4 separate regions of the Mus musculus genome follow, and all the other regions are linked to region 2. A link is a contact called in public HiChIP or PLAC-seq and promoter capture Hi-C data. All regions are on one chromosome and are shown on one strand. The core of a region is the stretch at or near the end of the contact, and the rest is flanking DNA. Distances in the headings are between cores, read along the strand shown. Region 1 holds the start of Gng7 (guanine nucleotide binding protein (G protein), gamma 7). Region 2 holds the start of Adamtsl5 (ADAMTS-like 5). Region 3 holds the start of Zbtb7a (zinc finger and BTB domain containing 7a). Region 4 holds the start of Timm13 (translocase of inner mitochondrial membrane 13).

Evidence for each region. HiChIP or PLAC-seq counts read pairs in DNA pulled down with a chosen protein or histone mark. Capture Hi-C pulls out chosen DNA fragments and counts their contacts.
Region 1: a FOXA1 HiChIP or PLAC-seq map of pancreatic cancer cells shows a contact between it and region 2. The contact joins the promoter of Gng7 here to the promoter of Adamtsl5 in region 2. A contact is called at or near these places in 2 of 39 promoter capture datasets (fetal liver and liver), 2 of 115 datasets of contacts at active chromatin or transcription factors (bone marrow-derived macrophages and pancreatic cancer cells) and 1 of 9 other capture datasets (liver).
Region 3: an H3K27ac HiChIP or PLAC-seq map of microglia shows a contact between it and region 2, with 11 times the contacts expected there. The contact joins the promoter of Zbtb7a here to the promoter of Adamtsl5 in region 2. A contact is called at or near these places in 4 of 115 datasets of contacts at active chromatin or transcription factors (bone marrow-derived dendritic cells, bone marrow-derived macrophages, microglia and 1 more) and 1 of 9 other capture datasets (liver).
Region 4: a contact with region 2 is called in a promoter capture Hi-C map of liver, with 2.6 times the contacts expected there. The contact joins the promoter of Timm13 here to the promoter of Adamtsl5 in region 2. A contact is called at or near these places in 2 of 115 datasets of contacts at active chromatin or transcription factors (bone marrow-derived macrophages and pancreatic cancer cells) and 2 of 9 other capture datasets (adipose tissue and liver).

The regions. Positions count from the first base shown.
Region 1 is chr10:81,013,483-81,016,182 of GRCm38.p6, reverse strand. It overlaps Gng7 (guanine nucleotide binding protein (G protein), gamma 7), which reads left to right and starts at 1,258. Exons shown (of 4, transcript NM_010319.3): 1 at 1,258-1,327.
Region 2 is chr10:80,347,053-80,349,887 of GRCm38.p6, reverse strand. Adamtsl5 (ADAMTS-like 5) reads left to right here and starts at 1,440. Exons shown (of 13, transcript NM_001285435.1): 1 at 1,440-1,532; 2 at 2,263-2,331.
Region 3 is chr10:81,134,909-81,137,732 of GRCm38.p6, reverse strand. It overlaps Zbtb7a (zinc finger and BTB domain containing 7a), which reads right to left and starts at 1,462. Exons shown (of 3, transcript NM_010731.3): 1 at 1,034-1,462.
Region 4 is chr10:80,899,534-80,902,351 of GRCm38.p6, reverse strand. It overlaps Timm13 (translocase of inner mitochondrial membrane 13), which reads left to right and starts at 1,383. Exons shown (of 3, transcript NM_013895.4): 1 at 1,383-1,728; 2 at 1,802-1,870; 3 at 2,093-2,818. The coding sequence starts at 1,609. The coding sequence ends at 2,191. Lmnb2 (lamin B2) reads left to right here. Exons shown (of 12, transcript NM_010722.5): 12 at 1-989.

The sequences.
Region 1 (2,700 bases), core at 9-2,508, 670 kb before region 2:
GGGGACAGCCTGGATGGGATGTGCCAGGGAAGAACACTGAAGAAAGGTTCTGGGCTTTCTCTGAATATAAAGTGCAGTGTTTGTGTGTGTTTGTGTGTGTGAGCACACGTGCATGTGTGTGCCTGTCTGTGCATGTCTGTGGTGGGGGCATTCATATGTGTGTGCATGTATGTGTGTGGATGTGTGTGTGGATGATAGCCAGGTTCCTTCAGGAATGACAAGAGTCCAGGGAGCCGAGCCAGTAGATTGTCTGTCACAGAATGTCAGTCCACACCAGAATCCTGAGGTCACCCACCCAGGGGCTGCACTGGTCTTTCCCTGGGATGGCTGTTACCTGCAGGGATGTTCCAGATGTCTCTGAGGTCACCAAGAAAACTTGTAGAGAATGCAGACCCATGGGCTGGGGCTTCCAGCATGAGTCCCTGGTGCCACTGCCCCCACTGGAGAGTCAAAGTCATCCTCTCCTGCATGGTGAGTTCAAGGCCAGCCTGGGCGGTTTACTGTGACCCTGTCTTAAAATATATATATATGGCTGAAGTTATAACCCAAGCCAAGTACTGCAAAAGCCAAAAAAAAACCCAAGTAACAGAGAGAATAGAAAAAACCGGAGATGAACATCAGAATACAGAAATGATAAACAAGCAAATAAAAAATCAGTATTTCCTCACTATCCTGGGTCTCTGCTCGGGATTCAAACTCGTTCCTTGAAAACCACAAGGGAGCTTCCTGTCCCTGGCTCCCATGGGGTTTTTTGACTGGACCTTGCTGTTCTGTTAGATCTGGGCTGAGATGGGGAGTTTGATCGGTGTTTTCTTACTGCTAAAATGATGCTCAGCGGAAGATGAATATTATCACAATATGGGATACAAATGTATGCAAACGTCATAATGAAACTCATTATACCATACAATAAATACACACCAATAAAATAAACTCGAAAATCCAAACAAAACAAAGCCTGACTTAGTACATGCCTAACGTTAAGCAGCTTCTCCTCAGAGAGGCCCCTTTGATTGCACCATTGATTGCCAATCTTTAGACGCATAACCCCGCCCTCCAGCTAGTGAATGGCCCGTGGAGACGCCATTCCTGGGTTTGGCCCGCCCACTCGAGCCCGAAGCCCCGCCCTGCCCCCAAGGCTAAGCCTACCAGACTGTCGGCCCTAGGCTCCTCCTCTGGACCAACCTCCGCCACCTTGGCTTCTGATTGGTCCGAATGCTACAGAGGCTCCGCCCTCATCGCGGGAGACCCCGCCCCATGGAAGAGCCCTCTCTAGGCCCCGCGGTGCGTTCGGCTGTGCGGCTGCTGAGACACTGGCTGGAGGCAGGTGAGCTCCGCATGCTGAAGAGACTCGGGGTGTATCGGGGAGGAGTGGGCTGCCTCAGAGAGGACGGGGGCAGCCCAGAGAAGTGGGGTGAAGTCAGACAAGAGTGGGGTGCAGTCAGAGAGAGTTGGGGTGCAGTCAAAGAGGAGTGGGGTGCAATCAGGGAGGAATGGGTGGCAATCAGTTATGGAGGAGTGGGGTGCAGTCAATTAGGGAGGAGTGGGGTACAGTCATACAAGACTGAGTTTGGTGCAGTCAGATACGTATTGGGTAAGGTGACAGGAGTGTGGTGTAGTCAGGGGAGTGGCGTACAGTCAGGAGAAGTGGGGTACAATAAGGGAGGAGTGAAGTGAAGTCAGACAACAGTGGGATACAGACAGAGAAGAATGGAGTTCAGTCATGGAGAAGAGGGGTGCAGTCAGGGAGGAGTGGGGTGCAGTCAAGGAGGAGTGGGGCACTACCTGTTTGCTGTTTGGTTGCACACAGTACCAACACCTTGGAGACAAAGACATAGAGCAGGGGGAAGGTACCTGTGTGTCCCTCTCAGGGACTCAGGGTACATAGGCTTAGATCTTGGGGTGCACAAGGCTCCAGTGTTGACTGACTGTTTCAGAAACTTCCTGTGGGAGTGTTAGGGGCAATAGTGTTAAGGTGTGTGGGCAGCTCTCCACTGCGGGGGTGGGATGGGGTGGGGGTAGGGGCGAGGTGGGAGAGAGGGTGACGGTGGCTGGCTGGGGGACCTCTTGTTATAGCACTGAAACTGTTGCCAGGTGTCAGGGAACCAGGCACCAAGTTCACCGGTTTGCAGCTGCAGACAGGTCTAGTGCTCTCAGTGGCTTTGGGACTCTGCTTTGATCTGTTAGCTGCTGTCCCTCAGTCCTCAGTCCCCCCTACCTCCTCATGAGGGCAGGGCAGCTAGCCCTGGGTAGGCTCCCTGCAGTATCTGCCAGGGAAGATATGTGTTAAGGCCATTCTGGTGCAAGCTGTCACAGAAAGACTATGAGGAACCCCCCTTGACTCCCACCATCCTGGGGTGCAAATGAGAATCTCTACCCCGGTGGTGGCAGGCGTGCTCTCCCAGTCCTTAGGAAACTGAGGCAGAAAAATGGAAAATTTGAGGCTAGCTTAGGCTACATAGTGAGTTCCAGGACAGCCACGACTGCAGAGTGAGACACTGTCTCAAAAACACCACAGTCAGCTTGCAGTTTAGTGTAAGATTGTCTCTGAACTTGGGTGACTCTGCTGTGCAGGGAACACTGGGTAACATCTAGGGACATGTGTAACTTTCTCAAATCAGGGAGGAGGTCCTGGCATGCAGTGTGGAGCCTAAGACTGCACAGTGCCTTGCAGGGCCCATAGTGTCCCACAGACAATGA
Region 2 (2,835 bases), core at 191-2,690:
CCTAACACGGTCCTCATCTTTGCTTTGCTGAGGTCCCTTCCTTTCACAGCAGGACGTCAGGATTGTCTCTCATTCTCCTGCTGACCCTGGCTAGGCCACCCTTGCCTCTAGCCCCTTTAGTGGTTATATGTTCTGTAGGGGTTCTCCTCACAGCCCATGCCTGGCCTTAGCATCTTTTCTTCAACAGGATGATGGGTGTCAGAAATCGGAGTCATGGCCATGCATGGCCACCTCCCCACACTGGGCTTGGCTGCTGGGCCATAGCTGTGTGCACACAGTGACTTGCATAATAATGTCACGGAGTGGTCACACTCAGAGATGTTTCCAGCGGCTGTCCTGTGCTGAGCCCTGTCCAGAGGACCTCCCTGAGGCAGGTGTATACAGCAGACACTGTCCTCTATGTGTAGTAAATACTGCAGGCAGTCTGCTTTTCAGGGAGTGCATACAGCAGGCACCGTGCCCTGTGAGGAAAGCGGGCCAGAGGTCAGCCAGGTGGGCTTCCTAGAGGAGGCGAGTTCAGCGCCCAGGAATAGCATGGTCCACACAGCACTGATCATCGCAGTGCGGCGTCCTTCTGCCCGGCTGCCGGGAGGCTACACGAAGGCGATGGGGTCAGGGGGTCCACAAGAGGCTGGCAGAGTGCCGGGAATGGGAAACTGAGGCGGAGGGCTTGAGGCCAAAACCAGTGGAGAGAAGCAGCACTGGCGTCCAGGCCTAGAGGGCGGGACCGGGTGGAGCATTGGTGACGGCAGCGCCTGGGAATGTGGGGCAGGGAGGGTCCCTCCGCCCCCAGCGGGCGCGCGGGGCCTCGTGAGGGGATGCTTGGGACTCGAGTGAGGAGTCGGGGGGCGGGGGGGGTGGAGATGCGAACCAAGGCAGGAAGGTCTAACTGGGGAATGATGTGGACCAGCGTGGAGAGGTCTAATTGGGGGTAACAGGGACGGGGTGGGAAGTCCCAGTTGCAGGGATGATGGAGACCTGGGTTGGGGTCCCAGGGATTGTTGGGACAGAGCTAGGAGCCTGGCCTGAGTGGGTGATGGGGATGAGGAGAGGAAATCTGGCGTATCTGGCTGCGGGGTGCTACGGAGCAGGACGGGGTACTGAGAGTGAGAGGGCGCCCTGGCATGGACTATCCCACCCCAAGCCCCAGCGCTAGGCACATTCCCTGGCCCTGAGCGCGGCGCCCGGAATAGCAGTCCAGTCACCCCCGCGCACCGCCCCGCAGCTGCACTTCCCAAGGTCACTGGCACCCAGGATATCAGGACCAACGCTGGGCCGCTGAGCTGCGCTGTCAGACACAGTAGGTCAGCCCCCTGCCGCAGGTCCGGGCCCAACGCGTGCGCCCTCTCCTGCCGCACGAGGGCGCCCTTGGCCTGCGCCCTCGGTGACCCCAGCCTGGGCGCGCCTAGGAGGCCCGGGTGGGAGGGATCGACCGAGTTCGCAGTCCCGCACTTTGGGGCCCCGCCGCTTCCGCCAGTCCCCGGGGCGTCCCGGGGAAACTTGGACGTATTGCCTTGGGCTCTCAGCAGATGGTAAGTCCCTCTTCCCATCCTGCCACTATTCCACCCGGTGTGGCGGCGGGGATGAGATTGGTTTCTTTCCCTGCTCGGAGCGAAAGCAGCAATCCCTAGGATGGTGGGTGAGTTTGGGGGTCGCACTTCCTACGGGATGGGACTGAAACTCAGGAGACCGACACCCCAGTGACTGGTGCACCAATGCGGGAGAGGGATGCAGTGCTAGATGCGGTGCTCGGGAGAGGGCATTGACAGACATGGGTAGGAGCCCCCCTCACGAAGGGGGTTATGAGATGGCCTTCCCCAGCCTCCTTCTTCCTTCCTTCCCGGGACAGCCCAGTTTCTGGGCCCGCAGAAGGAAGGGTCCGGCGAGTGTCTTGAAGCAGTTCCCGTGAGTTTCCAATTTACAGCCATCTCGGTCCCAAGGTGTCCTAAAGGACATCAGATTGGCTGACAACCGGAGAGACCCTGGTTCCAGCCGGGCCGGGGTACTTTTGTCCTCCTTACCCCTTTTTCAGGTACCTGGACCCTGTGGGCTGCAGATCTTTGAGAGCCCGTGTGCCCTTCAGAGAGCCTGGCCCGGGCCCAGAAGGGACTCACTTCATCTTGGTTCCCTTCCCTCCTGGCTGGTCTTGCCAGGCTGGGATCACGAGGAGGAGGGCGTCGGCTGAGAATGACTTCATCCGGTCTCTACAGTTGGGGAAACTGAGACCTCCACTCAGCCCCACCCTGCTCTTCTTGTCCGCAGATCCTCTAGGCACCGCAGCCCGCAGCTCTGGCAGATGAGACCATGACCCACGTGTTGGCAGGAGGCCAGGTCAGCCGCCCAGCGCCTGCCACGGGGTGGGGTTGGGGGTGGGGAGGAGGTCCCTTAGGCTATGGGGTACCTGGGAGCACAGCGGTCCCCAGAGGCTGGGGGGCAGCTGGGAGGGGGACATCCATTCCACCCTGAGTTTCTGGATGAGCCTCCATTAATTATCCCTCTACAGGCTCTCAGAGACTCAGGGATGGGGTTCCGCGGGTTTTCACTGCACAGATGGGGAAACCGAGGCCTGGAGAAATGGAATGGTTGGTTCCTGGCCACCCAGGAAGGTAGATGAAAGGGGTGACTAAACTTGCAGCCACCTAAAAACTGTCCTTAAAGGATTCCTTGTGCATTATAAAAGAACACACTGGGGCTGGTGAGATGGCTCAGTGGGTAAGAGCACCCGACTGCTCTTCCAAAGGTCCTGAGTTCAAATCCCAGCAACCACATGGTGGCTCACAACCATCCGTAATGGGATCTGACTCCCTCTTCTGGAGTGTCTGAAGACAGCTACAG
Region 3 (2,824 bases), core at 213-2,712, 790 kb before region 2:
AGGGAAGGGGGAAAAATTAAAATATCGAACGGGAGGGGGGGGGCTAAGAACGGTTACACAACAGGAGGGGAGGGGCGGCAGCCGGAAGCCGGGACCGCCACCGGCCCCGGGCGAGGGAGCCGCGGAAGCTCCGCCTCTTCTGCATAAACCCCGCCCCTGCACGCAGGCCCCGCCCAAACGCAGGCTCCACCCCCATGCAGCGCCGCGCCGGACGATTTCTAGTATCCATTGGCCCTCAGGTCTGCCACTCACCGCCCCTCCTCCGCAACGCCCCTCCCTGACCCGCCGCTATCGCGAGGCACTCTGGGATTTGTAGTTTATTCTCCAAGGCCACCTTCCAAAACAACAAGCACTGAAGATAAGCGAAAGAACTACAGAGCCCAGGAGAACCGCGACGACGCGCCCGCCTCCCAGACACTCCACCCCTCACCCCTTCCCTCCGCCTCTCTCGGGCCTTTTTTTTTTTTTTTTTTTTTTTTTTTTTTTTTTTTTGCAAAGCCCCCCTCCCTGTTTTGTCAGCCCCCTCCCCCCCTCCGCCAAGGCGCTCCATCCTGGCCAACTCCAACGTCTGCGCGCAATCCCGGATAGGCCTTCCCCGCCCCCCGCTTGCCCACTACCACTCGGAAAGGGGAGCGGCGCGCCCCGGGCCCTATTGCAAACTTAGCACGCGACGCACCCCTCAGCCCCCACCTTCGCCTTCGGTGAGGCCCGGCTCCCCTCCCCCGCGGGCCGCGCGCCGGGAACCCTGAGGCCGTGCCGCCCGAGTAGGGAGGAGGGATCGGGAGCGGGCTTGTGCCCTTCGCCCCGGAGGGACCCGGGCGGAGCCCCCCCGCCTCCCGACTCCTCTTCGGCTCTGGCCGGGCAATCTTGGTCTCCAGAACCCCTGAGCTACGGAGGCGCCCCAGATCCCCCATCCAGTCCGTTCCGCTCCGTACGGGCTCTCGGGGTGCGCACTGCGCCCCCGGCCGCGTCCCCACCCTGCAAGGAAATTAAAAAGGAAAGAAAGGAAAAAAAAAAGAAAAACAAAACCCACCTCTCCGGGAGAGGAGTCCCCTTCAGCCCGGGCAGCTTACCTCGCGGGGACCCGAGCCCGGAGGACGCGCGATCGGGGCAGCCCGCGGCGCGGACCTCGCTCGGGCGGGCGGCGGCGTCACTGCCCCTACAGTAGCCGTACAGTACGCAAAGCCCCGTATGATGCTCGCGACTCCCTTCCTGGTTTGTCCGAGGGCAAGAGGGGTCCTCCCTCGTCTTAAAGGTGCCGCAGCGCCGGCACCCCCACGCCCAGCCCGCCCCCCCGGCCACCGCGGCCAGAACAGGCTCTGCAGGTCGGCTCTTGCCACGTCCCGCGGGGCTGCGCCGCGAGAGCAGATCGGGCTGCGATTAGGGATTTGGGGGTGCCGGGCGGGCGGGGGGCGCAGCCCCGACCCATCGGCCCCTCCCCTGGCAAGCCCGTGACCTCTCCGCCCCGTGCGCGGCGCCGTGCCAGCCTGCTGGCTTATCTACGGCCCGGAGCACCCCAGGGTGCTGGGGGCGGGCAAGAGGGGCCCCTCGGGTTCAGGGGGTGGGGGCCGCAGATAAACAGCCCCGGCCTGTGCGCGCAGGGCGGGGTTCAGGGGGCGCGGGCTGTGCCCCCGAAGCCCGGGGCGGGGCGGGACCGGGTTGGCAATGGGGGCGGGAGTGCGGTGCGCACCCGGAGGACTGGGTGCCGGGGCGTAAGGGGCCCTCTGGCCCAAGGAGCTGAGATGAAGGCGAGGAAGTGACGGTCCCTTGCCTCACACCTCTCTCCAAGGCCACCAGGGCGCTGCCATGGTACCGCATCTCCCTTCTCTGAGCCTCAGTTTCCCCAAATAATGCAAGGAATCGAAAGGAGAAGAAAAGGTCTGTTGCAAGGTCGGCGAGGTTGCATCGGCGCTCCTGTCATCCTTGGCCTCAGTTTACCCAAGTAGTGCAAAGAACCCAGGAAAGGAAGAAAAAAGATCAGAGTCTGCATTTGAGCTCCAGGTCCCCTAACCCCCACATAAACCTCAGTTTACTCAAACTGCGAGGAACCCAGAGTTTGCAAGTACAGCTAGGTTGCTTTAGAGTGTCGGGTCTCCGTCCACCCCCGCCCCCATCTGCGCCTTAAATTACCAAAGCCATACCAGGGACCCCCCAGGGGAAGACTTGCAGGGCCGCGAAATGTCAGCTGAGCTCGGGGGTCCCGCCCTCACCGGTGCAGCCAGCCAGCAAACCTGCCGCCCCGCGATTACATAAAACAGTCGCCTCCACCCGGCTGTGCCAGGGGCGTAGCGCGGGGAAGGGGTTGGCGAGGGGCGGGGAAGGACGGTTGTTTTCCAGGCCTTGTAATTTTCCCCGCAGCCGGCTGGCTGGCCCGGCTGGTGTGGGGCGTGGACCCGGACCCTCGCAGGGGCGCCGCACAGCTCCGCAGGACAGAGGTGGGAAGTAGGAAAGTGCGAATCCAACCCTGCGTTTTCTGTTTTCTTTCTTTCTTTCTTTCTTTTTTTTTCACCCCCTTGTCCTTTTCTCTCCCACTTCCTCTCTGGTCGTGGGAGAGGTCTGGAGAGGGAGGGGAAGGCAGAGGAGGGGACAGGCGACATCCCGGTTCACCAGGCCTGCTGGGTTCGGGTTCCAGCACGCCACAGCCACCAGACGACCTGACTGTGGATCTGGCTCTGGGGAGGGGGCGGAGCGGGGAGTTAGAACCAGCGCCTGGCCTCAGTTTCCCCTTCAGTTCCCCTTCGTATGGAGACTGGCCATCCTTGCTTTAGCTTTAAGTGTGTCTGTCACAATATGAGATGTCAGCCTCCAAATGCCCGGTCCTTAA
Region 4 (2,818 bases), core at 134-2,633, 550 kb before region 2:
ACAGGCTTCTCTGGTCCCAGATTCTGAATTGTTCTAGTCCCTTCTAAAGCGGAGGACCAAGGAGGAGCGAGTTCACACATGGGACGACGCCTCCCATCCTAAGACTGAAGGGGACAGGCAAACCGTGGGCGTTGTGCCTTCAGGAGCAAAGGCTGCAGGTTCCCAGCCAGTGACTGCTCACATGAGTGTGGCCACACTAGCTATGCTCCTGGCCTCTCCTGTATGAATACTGTGTGGCCCCTCTGTGCCCCACCTCGATGGCAAGGCCTGGAAACTTGCTTCCCTGCAACTTAGTGCCAGGAGCCAGCCAGTTTCACCTGTCACCTCCCCACCACTGACACATGGTATTTTTTTAAAGAATATTTATTTTTTTACATCGGTCAGTAACGCAGCTCACTGGGATGATGCTCTGGGGGTTCAGGCCTGGAGCTGCCACAACTGGCAGCTTCCTTTACTGAGCTAGGGCGAGTTCTTTCTCTCTCCTGGCACAGCTGATGGTAGGAAGAGTCCAGGCCTAGTCTTCCCCCAAGGCAAGAGCTCTTGGCCACAGGATGCCACCACTGCCACCAACCTCCAGAACCCACCAGCCACCTCCTGCTTCTAGATACCTCCGTTTTCTTTGTGACCGGCGTTGGATCCTGGATAGTTATGGCTGGCTGCAGTCACTGCGCAGCTCTGCTGCCTTGCCCACAGGGCAGGTGTACTCTGCACTGGAGCTAGCTTCCTTGTATTTGAGGAGCAGGTCTAGAGTAATCTGCAGGTCCTCAGGGGTCTGTTTCTGGCCCTGGCTAGGTGAGATGGTTACCGGAGTGGCACTGCTGCTGGGGAGCCGCCGGCACTGCGCACATCGCTCAGCTCTACAGATTGTTTCTTTTATAAGATGCATGCCAAACGTGTGTTCCACCTTTTCTTTTACGCCTATGATTTGTAATATACATTTTACAACTGGAAACTTTTGTATACTCAAATAAACATTGACTTTAACTGCAGCCTCAGAGTAGATCTTCAGATTAAGATAGGAGCAGCAGGCTGGTAAGATGGCTCAGTGGGTAAGAGCACCGGACTGCTCTTCCGAAGGTCCGAAGTTCAAATACCAGCAACCACATGGTGGCTCACAACCATCCGTATAACTTTAAAAAAAAAACATATTAAAAAAAAAAAAAAAAAGCAGCGAGGATTTTATATTGTACGCATGCGCAGCGGGGAGGTCCAGGACAAAATGACCCTGGTCCAGCCCTTGCCAGGGCGTCAAAAGTCAGTGGGCTCACGCGGGAAGTTGCACAGCCTTCTGGGAATTGTGGTTCGGGTTTCCTTCCTTTCTAGAAGCCAAAGGACAGTGCTTAGGGACGGCGCGCACAGCCTTGTGGGAGCAGGAGTTTGCAGTTTCCCATAGAGCCTCCGAGGTCAGAGTGCACGGCGCGCACGGGTTTGTGGGAGGTGTAGTTTAACTTGTTTCCATGGTGACTCAGGCCGCAGCTTTGTCAGACTGCTGACGACGCGCGCTGCCTTGTGGGAATCGACTCAGCCTCTGTTTCCCGTGGTGCCCCGGCTTGGCTTCCGGGGCGTATGGTCGGTGTGCGCGACCGTGGCCCGGTTGACTGAGCAGCCATGGACAGCGGCTTCGGCTCGGATTTTGGCGGCACGGGTGGCGGGAAGCTGGACCCGGGGGCCATTATGGAGCAGGTGAAAGTGCAGATCGCCGTGGCCAACGCGCAGGAGCTGCTCCAGGTGCGGGGCGCGCCGGGGTTGGTGGCGGGGTTCCCCGGGTGAGTCCCCGCTGAGACCTCGCGTGTGTCCACAGAGAATGACGGACAAGTGTTTCCGGAAGTGCATCGGGAAGCCCGGGGGCTCCTTGGATAACTCGGAGCAGGTGAGACATCTCGGGAACCCGGGGTGGTGAGGGGCGCGGGGTCAGGAGCGTCTAGGAGGTTGAGAGATGTGCGCGTGCGCGGCCTCTAGCCTTAGCTACTGAGGAAGTTGTGCGCGTGCGCGGGGTGAGGACCCGGCTTCTGTGCCTAGATCGGTGCAGCCTTCATGGGTGATCCTCGGGTCGTGTGACCGTCAGTCAGGGATCCCCCTCCACGCTTTGCAGAAATGCATCGCCATGTGCATGGACCGCTACATGGACGCCTGGAATACCGTGTCCCGCGCCTACAACTCTCGACTGCAGCGGGAACGAGCCAACATGTGACCGGGACCTGTGCCTCGGGACACCGTGCTTATGGTCTGAACTGTTTTCCCTGCCAGTTAGGGTGTCTCCTCCTAGCCGCCCTGAAGTCTGGCAGCATGGAGGGCTTGGGGATCGAGGCCTCTCCCCTGGGTTGCTGCGTCCAGCTCAATCTCAGAAGAGAGTGAGGACCCGACAGAGCACAGGGATCTGGCTGGCCCCACTGACCTGTGACCTCAGGAGAGCAGGCCAATAAATCGCTGCTGGGGCAGTAAAGCAGGCGTGTCACCTCACTGCTTCAGGTCCCTTCCCCTGAGTAGGCCCAGACCTCCCAGGGTATCTTTCCCCTTGGGGTCAGTGGGCTGCTGGCTCTCAGGGAATTCGGAGCATGATCTCAGGTGTTTGGTCATCCCGGGGAGACCAGCCGAGGTTAAGAAGCAAGGCTTCATGTAGCCTTCACCTATCATGCATGAGGCCCAGGGTGCTGACCTTAACTCTGAATAAACCAAGTGTGGTGCACACCTGTCTGCCCAGCACTTGAGGGTGGGTTAAGTGTGGAGGCAAGAGGATTGGTACATGAGATTTGGTCAATTTGGTCAGTCCCACCAAAACATAAGCACCAAAGGAGCCAAGTTGGAGACATGCCCTGCT